Linked DNA regions of Zea mays: region 1 is linked to region 2. A link is a contact called in public Hi-C data. All regions are on one chromosome and are shown on one strand. The core of a region is the stretch at or near the end of the contact, and the rest is flanking DNA. Distances in the headings are between cores, read along the strand shown.

The links. Hi-C and Micro-C count contacts between places; a contact is called where the count stands out from the background.
Region 1: a Hi-C map of endosperm shows a contact between it and region 2, with 2.5 times the contacts expected there. The contact joins the promoter of LOC100278579 here to the promoter of LOC100281767 in region 2. A contact is called at or near these places in 6 of 25 Hi-C or Micro-C datasets (bundle sheath, ear, endosperm and 2 more).

Annotation. Positions count from the first base shown.
Region 1 is chr1:9,275,971-9,278,670 of Zm-B73-REFERENCE-NAM-5.0, forward strand. It overlaps LOC100278579, which reads left to right and starts at 1,373. Exons shown (of 2, transcript NM_001151811.2): 1 at 1,373-1,738; 2 at 2,685-2,700. The coding sequence starts at 1,630.
Region 2 is chr1:9,053,984-9,056,683 of Zm-B73-REFERENCE-NAM-5.0, forward strand. It overlaps LOC100281767, which reads left to right and starts at 1,390. Exons shown (of 3, transcript NM_001154687.2): 1 at 1,390-2,212. The coding sequence starts at 1,608.

The sequences.
Region 1 (2,700 bases), core at 123-2,622, 220 kb after region 2:
GGATGTTGCTTCTGCTTTTGCATATTAACTAGGCATGGAGATTGGAGAGTTGGAGAGCTGTGTTGTAACTTTGAACAATATTATAATCTATATTTATACTAATCTATTAAGAACCTAATGTGGGCACCTGGTGATACCGACTTCACCCTCCGCGCTACCACACCGTGCTAAAAATAGTACAAAGCGAGCACTCAAACCCACACCACCTTGCTCCAAACATTTACGGGTAACCACCAGACCACAAATACCTTAGTGTTTATAAATATCTCAATACCTATTTATCTATACTACTCTATTAAGAACCTAATGTGGGCACATGGTGCTACCACAGCTTCACCCTCCACGCTGACACTCTGGGCCCGTCCCATGCGCTCGACTGGTTCTCACGTCCCTCTCTCAGCTACTACCCTGTGGACACACTGACACTCTAGGCCCGCCCCACGTTCTCTGACTGGTTCTTCCACCCCTCTCTCAGCTACTGCCCTGTGGATCCCAGCGCCCACACAGCCAGCGTCTGCACCTGCTCAGCACCTGACCGCACCCACATAGCTATCACACCACGCAAAAAAAGTGTAGAGCGAGCACTCGAGCCCAGACCCCCAGCTCCGAAAATTTGGGGCTAACCACCAAACCACATGTAGTTTAGTGTTTAGAAATAAAAAATAATTATATTTGAATAAATATCTTAATACCTATTTATATGTTATATAAAAACTGTAGCAAAGCACGGACAACTAGCTAGTTATAGCTTATAAAAGGATTAAGAGTTATGTTACTCAGTTTTTTCTTTCTGGGGTTACTCAAAAAGATTTTTAATGAGGCAGCATTGCACACAGCTCTTAAACCTTTAATTTATCATGTTTTGCTTTTTTGTTGTTTTTTGAATTTTAATCTAGTTTATGTCTATTTTAACGATTTTTGGTGCAACCAGACCACGAGTTAGTCTGGTACGTTATTGTGAGCGTGTCAAACTGCCAACTTAAACCAATCCAGCTCGAAAACGGTCAACAGGTTTGTGCTCGGGCCGTAGGCTAGACACGAAATTTAGATCAACCCAACACGACAAGCAGTGTGCCGTGCTGGCCCGAAACTATGCGGGTCGTGCCTACCTCATGCTCGGGCCGCCGGCCCGGCCCGCTGAACACCTATAGTTCTGATGGAAGCCGACGCCGGCTAGCTAAAAATCTCCTTTCCGTTGGGCCACGCCACACATGGAGTCCCTTGCACGGCACGGAAGAGCATGTTCTCACTTCTCACCGAACTCGTCCCAAAAAGGCTGAACGGAACAAAGGCGGGTGGGCCAGCGGCGACCTTTTCCAAGAGGAGATGCCCGGTCCCACAGCGGAGCTTGCTCCCTCCTCCCTTCCTCTCGAGAGGGACTCCCTCGGCGTCACCATCGACCCCGCGGAAGCGGGGGCGTGCGCGTATCCACTCCTCAACCAAGTGGAGCATCCCCTCACGCTAGACCGGAGCTGGGGGGCGACGACGAGCCAGCCGCCGCCGGTTTGACCAGACCTGTGGTGATGGACTGATAAGGTATGCCTGTAGGAGGGAGAGAGCTTTCGGTTTAGAAAATAAGAGGGTGCCGCGGGCTGGACTGAGAGAGCGGAAGGAAGGAAGGAGCCGGCGATGGGCGGGTGGAACTGGCTCTTCTGCGGCCGATCCAAAGCCGGAGGCGGCGAGCTCCGGCCTCCCGAGCCCTTCCAGCTGCCGGCGCCCTTGCCCGAGTGGCCGCAAGGTTTGGGGCTCTTCTCTCTCTCCCCCAGCGCCTTTCCTTTGCTGGCTTTTCATTTGTTGTTCGTGCTGATTGACTGTGGAACCAGTTCGCGGTTGAGTCGTATCAGTATCAATTATTGGTAGATTTGTTACAGTTCGTTGATAGTCACCTTGTTCGTTCGTTTCCGCTGTATGCTACTTTTTCTGTGGTGACCGGCACTGGGATCGGTCGTTGCTTTAAATTCTTCTGATCTGAGTGTTGGATACTTGTATTGTAAGTTGTAACAACCTCTTGCCGTCTCGTTTGCCCTCGATTCTGCGATTTCAGTGCGGTACTTCGCCTGCTTTAACCATGGGTTTCTTTGATCCACGAGCATTTTTTTAACAGTTCGGTTTTGGAATGACTGAATAAGATGAAGCAGTTCGTCTACTACCTACCACTCTGCTTTACTTTCAAGTGATAATTTACATGGTACTCCCGACAAAGTTAAATATTAAATTGCATGCACCATCTACTTTAACCAAAAATTTAAACGGATCGAGCCACAATTGTTTTATTTTAATTATGCTAACCAAGATTCGAACTCGAGACTCCTCTAATAGCATATTAAGTTACATGGACCTTCCAGTTCAATCCAAAACATTTTGGAAGGGAGAGAGTAGAGGGGGGCAGGGGTCAGGGGTCAGGGTAAATTTTTAAATCATACTGTCACTGATTAACTGTATAGGAAACACTAGTATCTGCCTGTTTGCTTATTTGCAGGAGGCAATATCTGTAATTAACTTATCTTGTACAGGCAACTCAGAACCTTGTTCTTGTGTTGTCACGTGCTGAATACTGGAACCTTGTTCCTAGTTTTCCAACAATAATATATGCATGTACCAATGTTCACTATGCATTGTTTTACCAGATAAATAAAATGCTTTCCAGAATTCCTTACTAACTTTCTTCAGCAACTCCTTCGCAGGAGGGGATTTTGCTAA
Region 2 (2,700 bases), core at 140-2,639:
ACTAGATCTTAATCTAGACCAAGTGCAAACGTATGCACCGCCTTAATTCCGGTGGTTCTTTTCTCATTTGTTGCGTGATTTTAATTGTGGACGGTTTTATGTAAAGTATTCGTTTGTTTATTTTTAAGCTAAAACACGATAAATACAAAAGAGCGCAGAGAGTGTTCAAGGTTCTGTTTGGTTGCCTTAGTCACTAGAAATTTAGTCGCTAAAATATACCGTTTGGTTTCAGTAACTAAATCGGACTAAAGAGCATTAATTGCTGTGAATAATGACTATTTTACCCCTATTAATTAATAGATCTTTGCTATAAGAAGAAAGTGGAGAGGACAAATAATGTAAAAATACTACTTTAGTCCCTTTTAGTCACCCCCTTAGTGACTAAAGAACTAAAGTTTAGTCACCCCACTTTAGTCACCAAGTTTGATTCTTAGAGATTAAAAGTGACTAAACTTTAGTCACCCCAAACCAAACGAGGCCTAAGAGCAACTCTAATAGTTATATAAATTTTAGCTCTATTAATCACATATTTAAGAAGTTCATAAATAACTTTGGGAGTAAATAAATGTGAGTTCTCCAATAATTCTCTAAATATATGTTGTAGTTTTGTTTTGTATATATCCACATTAAAAAATAAGTCACAAATATCAGCAATTATCTTCATTACCTACATAATGCTGTCAACATTTTTGTTTAGAGAGTTGCTAAATGGTTGCCAAATGTAGAGAGGAAATGAGGTTAGATGAGAAGTTGCTAAATTTAGAAGTTAATTTAGAGAACTATTGGAAATAAGTTTTATGTTAGCTACCTAAATTATTGATTTAAGAAGTATTTTAGAGAACCAATGGAATTGCTCTAAGATGGTTTTCACCAGAGGAATTGTAGGAGTAAAAAAATGAAATAGCGTGACAATGATGACCACGCACGCAAACGTAGTCACGGAAAACACCGAGTTTTCGACCAATTTTAGAGCTCCGCGGCATCTCAAGCGCACGGAGTACACAGCACTAGGAGTGTGTGGGTCACACACACACAGCCAGCACCGTCCAAACTCCAAACCGTACCATGTCCTGTCAAGGACTTAAGGGGGACACGCGTCGCGCATCCAGCAACCCTATCTCCATGCTGGACCGCGACGTGGCCCAGCGCGCCGTCCCCTCCAGAACACGTCGCCGTCCACCCACGACGCTTCGAGGCCGGTTCACGCGTCCGCGGGAGCCCCGCCCGCCCATGTCCCCCATCCATATTTTCTGCTGCCTCTCCGGCCTCCGCTCGCCCCCACCTCCCGCCACCGCCTCACGTTCCATTCACCGGCGCACCGCGCGCCACGTCGCGCGGGCGCCCGTGTCCGCCAGCCCTATTTAACCCCGCGGCACGGGGCTCCCCTTCGCTTCCCCCGTAATAATAACCGAATCCCCAGACCAAATCGCCGTCGCCGTCGCCGTCGCATCGCAGCAGCGGGAGTCCCAGGGTCCCGGACCGAATCCATTTCCAGACACCCAAGGCCAAGATCCATCGCTCGTTCCAACCAGCCTTCTTCTTCTTCTGCTTGGTCGTCTGATCTCGTTTTCCATTCGTGTCCAATCCGATCCAGCCAACCGCTGTGAATGATGGCGCTCAACCTGTCCCACCAGACCGGCGCGGCCGTGGCGGCGGCACCGGCGGCGCCACGCGCGGCCGTCGTCGCGGCGGCGGCCACGGCGCCACGCTCGGCCGTCGTCGCCGCGGCGGCCACCGTGGCGCCGCCGCCCGCGTCGGCGCCCGCCCCCGCTCCGGCGCTCCAGCTGCAGACGATGACGGTGGACCCGGCCCCCGCGCAGGCGCCCGACGCGGTGAAGCCGGACCTCGCCATGGCGTGCCAGGCGCTGGTGGAGGCCGCGCCCGAGGCGGAGCACGCCGACGTGGCCGCCGAGCTCCGGAGCAGGGCCGGGGTGCCCGTCTTCGTCATGATGCCGCTCGACACCGTGCGCAAGGACGGCAACTCGCTCAACCGGCGCAAGGCCGTGGAGGCCAGCCTGGCGGCGCTCAAGAGCGCCGGGGTGGAGGGCATCATGGTGGACGTCTGGTGGGGCATCGCCGAGGCCGACGGGCCCGGGCAGTACAACTTCAACGGGTACATGGAGCTCATGGAGATGGCCAAGAAGACCGGGCTCAAGGTCCAGGCCGTCATGTCCTTCCACCAGTGCGGCGGCAACGTCGGTGATTCAGTCACGTACGTGTCTTCGTCGTCTCTTTCTCTAGCACTTTCTGGCTTCACCATCACCAGTGCATTCTTTCGATTAAACGTAAATTACCTGACGTTAGTTTTTAGAGTACTTGTTTAACCGTATGTGGATTACACGAAACGAAATGCACATAGAAGATCAGTACTACAATCAGAAGCCGCATGTTGGTATCTGATTCTGAGCTGGAGCTGATCTGATCTTCAGAAAAGTTCTGACGCCTTCACGGTTTTTTAGCTGAACTGAATAAAACGCTTCCACTAGACACAGTAGTTGATGTGGACTCGAACGCAAGGTCCCCGTGACTTGAGCCACGGAGAAGCACAAGTTCACCATCCGCCACCCTGCATATATAGCGTACTGAAGAAGAAAAAAGTCGATCCTTTTTCTCCTTACAGACAGTGGCGCTTCCCTCTTCCTGCCGACTCGGCATGTGATCTGCTCACGAGATCCGTGAGCAGAAAGTTTAGGCTCCAGC